Linked DNA regions of Mus musculus: region 2 is linked to region 1. A link is a contact called in public Hi-C data. All regions are on one chromosome and are shown on one strand. The core of a region is the stretch at or near the end of the contact, and the rest is flanking DNA. Distances in the headings are between cores, read along the strand shown. Region 1 overlaps Gm40419 (a long non-coding RNA gene). Region 2 has its middle 73 kb from the start of G2e3.

The links. A called contact is a pair of places that touch in the nucleus more often than the background predicts.
Region 2: a contact with region 1 is called in a Hi-C map of cortical neurons, with 2.3 times the contacts expected there. The contact joins two enhancer-like sites. A contact is called at or near these places in 1 of 39 promoter capture datasets (hippocampal neurons), 1 of 484 Hi-C or Micro-C datasets (cortical neurons) and 2 of 115 datasets of contacts at active chromatin or transcription factors (astrocytes and embryonic forebrain).

Annotation. Positions count from the first base shown.
Region 1 is chr12:50,108,411-50,114,565 of GRCm38.p6, forward strand. It overlaps Gm40419 (a long non-coding RNA gene), which reads right to left. Exons shown (of 3, transcript XR_872736.2): 2 at 3,871-3,953. Among named protein-coding and RNA genes, the nearest start is that of Gm40418, 8.8 kb to the right of the region's middle. Within about 2 kb of position 3,716, at least 27 of the 459 cell types and tissues checked have an H3K27ac peak or open chromatin away from gene starts, as enhancers often do. A contact at or near this core is called in cortical neurons and hippocampal neurons, where this site is marked.
Region 2 is chr12:51,272,207-51,278,923 of GRCm38.p6, forward strand. No RefSeq gene overlaps it. Among named protein-coding and RNA genes, the nearest start is that of G2e3, 73 kb to the right of the region's middle. Within about 2 kb of position 3,800, at least 5 of the 459 cell types and tissues checked have an H3K27ac peak or open chromatin away from gene starts, as enhancers often do. A contact at or near this core is called in cortical neurons and hippocampal neurons, where this site is marked.

The DNA.
Region 1 (6,155 bases), core at 2,466-4,965:
GTTACTTAAAATATTATTTTCATGGAAAATATATAAGAGATCCACAATATCTGATCGCGTACTTTTATTTTATGAAATGTGTGAATGAGCTTTAGGGTCTTACTCAGAATGAAAGGATGGGGCTAAGATGTAGGAGGGAATCACATTGCTGTAGGATGGCAAATAGCAGCTTGTGCAGTATCCGACTGGCTCTTCCTGTTCAGCTCTCATCTCCCATTCTTTTTGCTATAAATGTTGTTACTAACTTGTGTTATTGGTATAAAGACTGTTATATCCATGCTCAGTTGTAAGAAAAAAATAGCTAGCTAAAGAGCTTTGTGTGCTAAATTTAAACCATGCTCAATTTGTGACTAGACATCTTTCAATATCTTTTTTTTTTAAGGATCTGTAACCTATTCACAAACAATGAGTGGTATGGTGTATATGAAAGAGTTTTTAAACTAAAACTTGCAAAATTGCAATGTTTCAAATTTATCTTTGTCTATGATTTAAGTTAGTGCTATATTTCTATAGTGGCACATGTGCATTATTTTGTTAATTCCCAATCCTGTCCTCCAGGAACATCAGATTGCTGAAGATCTACTCAAATCCTCAAAATATATCCTCAAAACCCTCCGAAAAATATTTATAATCATGAATGGTCTAGGAAGAACTCTTCCTCTATGTGTCCTGATGTATTAAATCAGCATATTCACCATTATACATTATATTTACATTACTGAAATATCAGTATGCCTCCAGCAACGTTTTTAATTTTTCATATTGTTGAGTATCTATATAGAAATCAACAGTATGTTTGGTGACGTAACTCCTCAAATCTCCAAAAGCTAGACATTGATTAACGTAAGGCATTGTATCTCTCTCTCTCTCTTTCTCTCTCTCTGTGTGTGTGTGTGTGTGTGTGTGTGTTTTAATGCTCATGATTTGGTAATTGGTGCAGTCAGAGAGCAATACTTCTATGGCTGTCACAGCAGTTTACAAACCTAAATTACAAAATAGGTTCAAAGCATGAAGCATACCTATTAAAACTGTAAGACATTGTTGATCCATCTAAGAGAATAGGCAGTTGTTTGTGAGTTATCTGCTCTAGCCATGCACTAAAAAGCAGTCATATGGGATCTCACTTCTACACCCTCCAACAGACAAAATCACAACCAAATCATGGAATGTAGACAGAAAATACAGGTGCCCCATCTGCAGCCTACCTATGATTATTACAGGGCTTAAAATTTTTAAAAATTATATCAGCAAAGCTCTATAGCATTGATAATTCAAAAGCTTGTAATAAAAATGAAGACCTGTGTGCATTTCGTGATCTAAGACTTTTTAGTGAGCATACCATTCTTCACATGCCCACTCTATAACTCAAACATATACAGACTCTAGTGAATTGATACAGTTACTCCTGATATAGGAGCCGAAATCTGCCAATGTACTTATCTTTCTAACTATAGCTAGAAATGTACAGTAGCACTCCCCTTGAAAGTTGTGCTATTAAAGACTTTGTAAGGCTACCATTGCTGTATTTACATAGCATGACATGAAGGGTGTAAGAAAGCAAGCAATCAGGAGCTTCAATCTGTGGCTCCAATATGTCTTAAAAATTTCCCTGTACTCCCATTATCCTGTGATTGTGTTCAGAGCTTGAAATTTTAAAATGAAAAAAAAAAATCCCTGATAGTAGCAATCACCATTTTTCCTGTAATCAAGCCCGTACTTCTCTCCATATTCTTTTGTTGAATTGCTTTTCTCTGTTTATTGTTGTTGCTAAACAAGGTGAGGCAACATTTTGCAACGATGACTTCTTTTACACTAACAAAATCTTAAATGCAGTTGCTGGTTTCTTTCCTGCTAGGTGCTATCAAATCCATCTTTGTATGGGAGGCACAGACCAAGATGAGTAAATTGCTCTTAGTAGGTAGTACTCTTTTCTTGACACTAGGAAGTAAATTGTCTAAGAGTTACACAAGGTTTTAGCTGCATGAGTCCCATTGATGTTAATGGGACTTACAAGGAAAACACCCCCCACTCTCAAGCAAAGCTGAGAAAAAAATAGAGTTAGTTTCTTTACGGTCTCCTCTATATTTTATGTTGCTAAGCCTGAAACGCACGCTCCTCACACACTTCTCAGTCCTCCCCTTTCTTTGACTATATCCTCCAAGATTATAAATCTTCAGCCTTTCTTTAATCATCTCTATAGACATGCTGTCAACACACACTGTTCTCAACATCATTTCCATAGTAGTGTAATTAAATGTCTCATTCTCTAATTCCCTAACGCCAAACCATGACTACTATTCAGTTATTGTACCTAGATTGGAAAACTTACTGTTGTGGTTTTAGTGAATTGTAATAAATGCGTTAGATCTAATAAATTCATTGTTTATAAATTATTATAATGTTAGTTGAATATTTTCTAGTCTTGCACAAATCTTAAATATAAAAATGACTAAATTATATATTTTTATTTTAAAATATCCATTAGTACTATTAGCCTCATTGTTATTTAAGCCTTGACTGCTTTTATCATTTCCTAAAAGTTTCATAGGGCACAAGAAGGAATAAGATCTTGGAAATCCATTGTAAGGCACTTATAACCACTTACGCATTGGTTACCGAAAGTGTTTCATAGAACAAATAATAAATAACGTTATTTGCTTCTGGCAGAGTGGGTTCATGATTCCATAATGTCTGGGGAATGAAGGACGTTCTTGTCCATATGATGGAGGCAGCAATACTACAATTGTCTGATGTCACCCTTAAATAATACATTCAAAACACACACACATACACACACACACACACACACACACACACACACACACACACATACACATACAAACATACACACACATTTTGGGTTTATACTAATTTTTTCTCTAGCGAGTTTTGATTGTGAAGAAAATCAAGCTAAGCTAGCTTTGAGCAAGATTTTTATGAGTGTTTGGTTCTGTATAGAGTTCACAAAAGGCCCAATCTTTGTGCCTACCACTTTATTTCATTACGGTGGCATTAATTACTAAGCAAGATGCCAAGTAATTGGCAAGGGAATGCTCCGTGCTTATTTATCTGGTACCTTTATCCTATGCTCCTGGCTTCTCTCCTTTACTGCACTTTTACAATAGATTACCAGGATAGGAACATAAAGAGCACAGAGTCTTTCCTTTGCACTTTTATAACTCAACTTACCTTGAATTCTTTGCCTAATTTCAAACCATACCAATCAGAAAGGATTTGCACTAAACTAACATGTTAGTCACCACCACATATACAAGGATCTAAAGTCTAAAACAAGAAAAGACTACAGACTTCTAAAAGCAAGTTATTTACCTCGCCAAACATTCCCAATTCATTCTTGTACCTATGGATTCATTACTTCTTGGAAGCTCTGTGGGAGCCTGCCATAAAGACCGAACACATCAAGCAAACATCCTGAAGTCTCAACACTAGGGGCATCTCAAAAAACATACCAGGATGTATTTTTCTCAATTTCTTTTTATTTGCCCCCAGCTATTATCAATTGCTACGGTTTTATCTCTATGTTGATCATGACAAAAGATATGTTTTTCATAAAATAACACATTTGGACATAATAACGAGAACCTTGGTTTCTATCTTCACGTTGCGGAATAGCACGACTCGTGCTGTATAGTCGCAGTTGGCTGTCCAAGGACCCTGATGCCAAATTGCTGAGGATATTCTTGTCGCTATGACAAATTGCTTGCTGGTGGGCTGTGCAGAGTGTTGTTCTGGCAGCATCGGAGTTGTCTACGTGTCTGTCACTTGGTTAGGCTGCTTCAATCTTAGGTGATTCCACCCCACTCCCCACCCCCTTTCCGGTTTCCTCAATACATTTTTTTTCAAACTTACCTTTGCTTCTCAGTGAATGGGGACTTTAACAGTCACTCGTAATGAGCCTATAGAAATGCCTTCCAAGCTCTCGGCACAGGTATCTGTAGGGTGAGAGAAGGATTTTTTTCACAGTACCATGCTTGTTTTCCATACAAACCTACAGGCTGCCATTACAGCCACCCACATTCCGGTTGGCAACACACTCATGCTCTGAGAGCTTTAATGAATCCAGACAAAATTGAACAGCACTTCTGACACGCCGGAAAACGGTGCATTTTAATGATATGTTGCAGGGTGATTTATTTCTTTAATCTGTAAAATATTAATGGGCAATATTTTTATTAACAGTTCGTTAAAAAAAGATTACCCTGCATTTTATCTGATTTTTTTGAAAACTAAAGATATTGCTTTGCAAACTTCTTATATGAAGTGTTCCTTACTAAGAGGACTTTAAAAAAATTACATAAAAAATGTAAATAAGTAGGCAATAGTCAGTAAACAAATTGGCCTGGAAACCACCTAAAGGCAATCCCAGTCATGTCTGTTGACTACCTAGGAAAGCATATAATTTAATGCTTCCAGATAATTTGAGGACAAAAATCTAACCAACTGACAGTTTTAGATAAATAATAAACAGTACTCCTATTTCATTACCGAGTTTTTAATTAAGTACAAATGTAAAGAGCTCTTAAGAACCATAAGGGATTGAGTATTTTTAAATTGTTTTCAAAAACTAAAAAGGACATGGCAAAAACGTTTTTGGTTTTTTTTTGGTTTTTTTTTTTTTAAAGCAGATATTTTTCTTAGTCCACAGAATGATAGTGAGGCTTCTCTCTGAGACATATTCTATAGTGTTGGTTTGTTATTTAAGAGTCTAGCATGTGTAAAAAAAAAACAGCTAATGGAGCTTTTCACAAAAGATAATATACATTGGAATAAAAGGAAATGAACAGGCTTTTAATCTTATGTGGAAAAATGTTTGTTTTTACTGCTTTTGAATATAAATGTACTCATTGCTCTTCTTGTTCAAACTGTAGCCCTGAATTAAGTGGACTTTAAAGCTCTTCTAAATACATTAAAGATATGAGATTTGTTTTCAAAGAACTATATTTATATTTCCGAATGTGGGGAGGCGGGAGGTGCTGGGATGTGGAGAGAATAAAAGCTATTTTAACAGCTCAACTCTCAGGGATAGAGGTGAAAATTTCAGGACAAGGTGAAGCTTGAATTATTTTTTTTTCATGCCTATTGATAGAATTTGTCAACTCTCTGGACTGCATGGGTATTTCCAAAGTGAAATGTATCAAATTATCTTTCCCTGATGTGTTTGTATTTAGCTATACTCTCTGAAGCTCTAGCAGCACACATTTCTGACACTTAGTAGCATCCAGTGTGAGGCTATTGATCCTAAAATTGCTAGGATTTTCTTAGAAGGCTGGTTGTTGGTTCTGGGCTGTTGTCACTGAAGTGGTTAAAGCTTTGTTTGTTTGTTTTGTCCTGAATGGCTCTTAATGGATTAAGCTTTAGGCTTTCACCAAAGCAGTAACTGATTGTTAAAGTAGCAAGGAGTAAACTAACCACAGGGTGTGGTGTGTGTGTGTGTGTGTGTGTGTGTGTGTGTGTGTGTGTGTGTGTGTGTTGCCAAGGTAAAATCAATTACTAACGCTTATGCTCTGAAACCAAGCTAGTACAATATGTGTTAAATAAGATATGTCTTATTACACATCTTTAACAAGTCTCTCTCTCTAACTGGCAAGAAATTATGCTAACCTGAAATCTCAACAAATTAACTCTACTTACTCAAGACTAATTGAATTGAGTTGACTATATCTGTAGCTACTGAAATAGATAATAGTACCTGTAGTTGCAAGATCACAAAGTACTATGAAAATAATGTGTCATTATGTTTTGAATGTAGAAATGCTTTTCATAATTTATCAACAATACTCAAATAGTGATTCTAATCCATTTAAACCTTCAAGGCTACCACTGGAATATTAAGTTATATATATATATATATATATATATATATATATATATATACATATATATATATACACATATATATATATATATATAAATATATAATGCCTTCATAATATTGTGCTGTGGTTTTGGACTCTCATAATTAGGTTTTGGCTTAAGTGGTATTAAATAAGGGATTAATGAGTTGACGAGTAAAGAAACACTCATATCTGGAGAAGCAGATGGAAATGCATTAATTTATGGTACTGTTTTATACAGTGCAGTGCCAGCTCTTCTATAGGAAGGACTTATTAATGTCTTGATATCAATATATAATG
Region 2 (6,717 bases), core at 2,550-5,049, 1.2 Mb after region 1:
TCAAAGTATGTTGTATAAAATTCTCAATGAAGTAATTAAAATATCTTTAAAGACAAAAAAAAATTCCTCCACCCCTGATATCTCATCTCTTTGGACTCATGAGAAAATGACTGGTTCTTCTCTTACCATGTGACACTATTCCTAGGATAACGTAAATAGATGTCTGCTTATCCTCGACAGGGGATTGGCAGCAAATGCTACTAACTCGTTCAACTTGAAAACCAATGTTGGAGCTGGGCGTGGTGGCACACGCCTTTAATCCCAGCACCCAGGAGGCAGAAGCAGGCAGATTTCTGAGTTCGAGGCCAGCCTGGTCTACAAAGTGAGTTCCAGGACAGCCAGGGCTACACAGAGAAACCCTGTCTCAAAAAAAAAAAAAAGAAAGGAAGGAAGGAAGGAAGGAAGGAAGGAAGGAAGAAAACCAGTGTTGGGTTTACTTATAGAAGTATGGGTGAGGGGTTACTTGAGGGACAGAAATTACTAAAAGGGAGCTCCATCACAAAAGCCTATATAGGCATGGATGACAACTCACGTAAGCTGTAACCCTGGAAGTCATTGTACACCGTGAGTTTCTGGAACACCCTGAAGGTAGCACAACAGGTTAGAGGATGCCTCTTCTAGACAAGCACCTCAGCTTGTCTGATCATCTCTCAGCAGTGCTTACTGCTTCTACATACTTGGGGAGGGAAGGGCCTAGTGAATCTGGTCAGTTTCAGGCACTTCCTAATGCTTTGCAGTTGTCTACTCCCTAAGCTTAAAGAGTTTCCCTACAGGATGGAGTGTTTTACTTCCCTTGAGAGCATCCTGTCTATCTATGTAACAGATTCCTAGCAAGATAGAAGGTTGTCTCTTGATTTAAAAGAAGTTGCTATGCCAATGTCCTCCAGAACCCAGGGAGTGTAAAATCACTTCCACCTTGCCACACTTCAACAAAAATCTGTCAAGTTATTCAGAATCTCCCCTGCCATTGGTGTCTCCTCTGGATAATTTTCCCTCCACTAACCCCACCCCCCTCCCTTGGCTATAAATCTCCATTTCTCCATGCTGTATTGGGAATGGAGCCCATGTCTATTCTGAAGTCTCTTCTCACTGCAATATTTCCTGCATATAATATCAATCTGTTTTTACCACATTACTGTCCAGCTCCAGGCTTTTCTTTAATTGTATGTAATTTTGTGATAATAAATTGATAGCGAAAAGAAATAAACATTTGCTTCAACCTGGAAAGTTTTTATTTAAAGTGCTTACATATATTGAAAAATCAGACTGGTGTCTTTAAAGCTCCAAGTTCTCTGTTTATCTGTAAAATGTGTGTATGATCGCCACCAAAAAATTCTACGCTTCCTTTAGATGTGAACCTCTGTCTGCTGCTCTTAAAAGTGAGACAAGGGTTCAGATTCCAGGTCCATTCCGTTCTTGGCTCTGCTGCTCAGACTGCCAATTAGAGCATTTTGCAATAGAGACATCTGTCCACTGGACTGAGACCAGCTCATTTCACCAAGCAGTTGTCAAAAGATACTGACTTTCTGTCGCAACCTGCCTTGGATTCTAGCTCGTGCCCTCTGAGGTTATAGGGCTTCCTCTTCTATCACTAAATCCTTCAAATGGCCAGAAGTTAGGCAAACTCATTTTCAAAACTAACTAATTACAAAATCAAAAAGTCATCCTGTGTCCTTTGGTTTATGGAACTTTTGCTGGTGCTTACATTTATCGTTTACCAAAAAAAAAAAAAAAAAAAAAAAAATCACTTAAGCCCACTTTTATTCTTCGAATCTGTGAGAATTTGAATTGTCTTAAGAGAAATGTATGTATGTAGTAAACGTGGCTTGAATGGATTTCCCTTGAGCTACTGTTATCTGTTAGGCTGGGAGCTAATGATGCCAGCTTCAATTTCCTGAAGGTATCTGCTGAGTACCTGAGAAATGTTCTCTATGCAATATAACTAACTTGTCTTTTCAAGGTAAGAAGTTCTATAAAGAGAAAGGTAACATTTGAAGTTACATTAGTCTGAATGTAGTTTAGATTTTCAGCTACATAGAGTTGCTTTGAAAGATGAAAATAGCTTTATTGTTACATTTTTTGTAGTGGGTGTGTGAGGTGATTAGCTTCCAGGTAAAGATTATGTAACTGTATTGATCGGGGCACCGGGGTCTCGCACTCTTAATGAATCATGCCAACTGGCAAGAAGAGCTATAAAAGTCCACCTGCTTCTCGTCTCTCTCCTGAGCTTACATTTATAAAGGAGAGAAGCCTTGCTCGCAAGTTAGGAGAGACAATGGTGAGAGAGGCTTCAATGCTTCCAGATCATGGGTATAAACAAAACAAGGTGCTGTGTCTGTCCCTTGTGGTATAATTTTAAAATTAATTAGGTGATGATAAAACTATTCAGCTGAAATGATGGCAGAGCCATGAGACACACAACACAAGCGTCTGTCAGAGAAACCTGCCGTTCAGACAAAGCTCCAAACTTTATCAAGCTGAGTGCAGACAGCAGCTAACCACACTCCAGGTTCCGCTTGCCCCTATTTTACCTTTCTAGGATGCAGGTAGGTGTTTAATAAATCCCACTACTCCTTTGGACAGGAGGAAACAAAACAAAATATAAAGGTCTTCTCCTCATTCCGTATACCTGGGCAATTAAAATTTCTTCTTTCACAGCCAATGGCCCCTGTAGCTGAAGCCTGTTAAAAGTACAAAATTTTTAAGATGTGGGGAATATTTGTGCCAGGGACAATGCTTGACCAAACATAATTAGCCGAATTTAGATAAACTCTCAACCTGGCTTTCTTTAACTTGAATAGAAAAACATCACACACTTCATTGAACATGAATGGATTTGAAAATGAACATTTGGATTATCTGTAAGAATATCTTCCCAGAATAATAGGCCCAAGATTTTTCGATATGCAGCCTAGAGTTCTTTGTTGACCCAAAGAATGCATCGGCCTTCTGTTTTCTCTGTCTACTCCTATTTGCTGATTTTTGTTAATATTTATAATAACAGAAATAGTAGGTGAGGGAAAGCAAGAGAATAACAGATCCATTGAAGTCTTTACTCTTTGTTTTTTTTCCAGTGCTTCTCATGAATTTTCTTGGGGATAATTAGAGATAAATGGTATGGTATTATGTTTGCTCAGATAGCAATACAAAAATGCCTATTTCCGTCATTTTCAGTAATAGACTTTCAAGCTATATTTTCCTCAAACTTGATCCTCATTATTCCAGTAATATTTAAGCTATTAATTTCTCCAGAGAGTGCTTTTTGAAAATGGTAAATTATAAGACAAATCCTAAAATTACATTTTCTTTAATTTACAGTATTGTTCAAGCTGTACCGTTAGCATAAATGAATAGTCTGAGCTGCAGTCTGCAATAAAGCCTTGAGCATTAAACAGTTGGCTTGGAGACAGAAACATTAAGAATATGATTGAATTTTTTTTTTACAGAAGATGAAATAACAGCGTGCGCAAAGGCTCATTTATGATAATTCTAACATTTCTGCTACAGTTATAGAAACGTAACAACATTTACCAAAGAGAAAGGAAGAAAAGAAAGAAAGCGAGAGAGGTGAAGGGCTTTACTTTCTAACCGACTGCAACGATATCCACTTTGCCCTTCGTGAAGCGATATTCGCAGTTACATGTGTTCTCCTTCTTTTGAGTTTCAAGTTTACCCTTTGGAAAAAAAATACAAAAGCAGGGCTTTTCAAAACAGAAGTCAGTGAAAGCAAATGTGTTGGTACTTGATGTTTAAAGCGCAGGCATGGTATAAACATGTAGGGGTGGAAATGGAGTCAGTCAAGCTGCTTGCGACTGGGGAAGACAATGGACTCTATAAGGGGCTATAAAACATCAGCATGCTGACTTATTTCATCACGAAGAGATGCTAATTATGCTAATGTACAATATAGAAGTTTGCCCTGAGTTTAAGGGTATATTTATGTCATTTATTTATTATGCTTCATTACACACTAGTTATAGCCGCTTTCCTTTTGGTTTACCTTTTCCAAGGATGGGAATTTTGAAATAAATATAGGGACTACCTTTCTATACGACTCTGAAGACCACTCTCCTTGAAGACATGGACAATCTGGTTGGTGCATTGCTAACAATAACCAGGGCTAGGCAAGAAAAGGAAACGCTTTAAATTCTCCCAGACTAAAATCACTACCGCCATCTAGTGGTAACTGACTGTGAGTCTCCCAAATTCCAGAACACATCAACAATTTTTTTTTAATGCCATTTTGTTTTTTAAATTCGTGCTTATGTCAGAGAGTTGCGCTTTATAGGGAATTTGGCGAATTGTTGTTAGTTTTCTGGAAGACGACACTACAGTCTGAAGAAACGTGGTGTCGTGAGCTGCAGAGTTTCATTCCTAAAGCCAATGGCATTAAAATGACAGGGCTGCCATGTAGGTAGGGCGACTTGACACCCGTGGGCAGAACACTTACTAATCACCACTGAGTGATAAAAGCCCTTCCAGGGTTCAGGACAGTGCCTGGAAAACAGCCCGCTGGCATGAGAGCAGGTGGGGGTAACCACAGCATCAGAAACTAAGGTGTTTTTAAAGACTTCCATGAGCAGGAGATCGGCCTTTTGCCCGGAGGGAAAGAATGTTAACAGGGGAATCTCACCAAGAAGAATCCCAATGGACAGGCCATGTTAAATTCACCCCAGTTTACTGCAATGAGATTATATGTCCCTTTTTGTCTCATCGCAACTGTCCGCTTCTCGGTTAACCGACATGTAAAAATTCAGTTTTGCCTGTTTCGATGCAGAATCTTGATCTTCTTGCCTCTACCTCCCAAGTCCCAGGATTCCAGGCATTCACTGCCATGGCTGGCTTTGGAGAGATGGTGTGCCGTTCAGGGTGTGAGGCTGTCACTGTCAAGGGGAGGAAAGATGTTAATACATGCTCTCCCTTACAGCATATGCAACACACACACAACTCAGATGAAAATTTTCTTCAGTGAGCGTGGGCTGGGGAGGACTTCAAAAGACAGACAAAACTTAAATCGTCTTGAAAGAGAGAAAATGAATGATACAACCAGAGAAGACCAAGAAAGGTGTGCCCGGCAGTGAAAGTCAGAAGCCTGGAAGACAAGGTGTAGCCCTGCATGTTTGGAGGATCACAGACAACTTCGTCCCTGCAAAAGTTTCTCTTATACACATGTGGCCAAGAAGGTGGGGGAGAGTGGGAATGTGTGGAAATGGATATAGGGGTAGCTATTAGGATGGTCTTACATGCCAAGATTAAAAAAAATGCTTCACTATATCCGTGGTCTATGCACAGCTTACCATGGCATTATTGTGTCCAAGAAACACAGGACATTGTGCTCTGACATAAGCACACATCACTATTGTCTTTAGACTTGGGGGGGCGGGGATTGTCACTGTTCTCTTAGCAGGTGGAGAATAAAGGGGTTGAGGGACACAATGGCATGCGGAGCCTTGGAAAGGCCCCTCTGTCACTGATGTAAAGGACAGTGGGATAGGAGCAGAGTATATTCCTTGTTGGCTGGGATATTTTCCTTGTACAACTAACACACATAAGTCTGCCATCCTGGTCACCTGTGCTTTGTTCTTCCTCCCCTCCCCCTCCCTCCTCTCCCCTCCCCTTCCTTCTCCTTCTCTCTCCTTCCCGCTTCTCCCTGAGTACTGAGTACTTAGTACTTCCCTGTGAAGTGTTTTAAGATTATTATTAATTCTATAATGATTGTTAATCCATATATGCAATCTCTTAACAAATTATTTATGATTATGCCTGAACTGGTTAGTTAAGGTTTTGATGCTGTTGTTGCTGCTGCTGTTATTGTTGCTGTTGTTGTTTCTCTATTTTTGATTTGTTTTTTTTTTGTATGCAATCTCTTAACAAATTATAGTTTGTTATCTCTAATTTGTTATGCATTCACTGCCATTGCATATATGCAATCTCTTAACAAATTTATCTATAATTATGCCTGTGTGGTATTATTGTTGTGCTAGGGTTCAGGGATGGCTGAAGGAAGACCCCGAACTCAAATAGTATGCAAGAAGAAAGAACATTTATTCTGCAGAAACAACAAGTATGCAGGGGCCACCACTGCATCAAGATGGTGACTCCAGACAAAGGCGCTCAGGCCTTCTTATAGGGAGATAGGGGATCTCTCTAGAAGGATTAAGTAATCTCTAATGTGATTGGTGGGAGCTAAAGCCCTGACATTCAGTACAATTTTGATTGGCTACTATGTTAGAGTTAGGTAATCTAAAACTTCATTGGTGGGTGTCAGGATGCCCCATGGACTGCATTCCTGCATCATAAATGATTAACCACCAGATGGGCTGCCCTGCACAGATGGTCTATCCTGAGATAAGATAACTCCCATTTATGTGGCTATCTTCAGGCTGTTCCTCAGGTAGGGGATTTTATACTCTTGTTCCTGGACTTCCGGGTCTGCTGCTGGAGTGGATGACCTATATGGCCTAGCTTCTGGAGCTAGTATCTTAAGGCTTTTTTCTTTTTTAATCAGGCCTGGTCCTTAAATGGAGACAAATGGGATTTATGTTGCCCTTTCTGTTGTTGTTGTTGTTGTTTTGCTACTGCTGCTGTTTGGTCTATTTTGGTTTTGTTTTGTATTTTTAATCAGTTTCACACAAACTCAGGTTACCTGGGAAGAGGGAACCTTTGTTAAAAAATTCCTCCATCAGACTGGCCTGTAGGAGTCTACCCCAACATAGA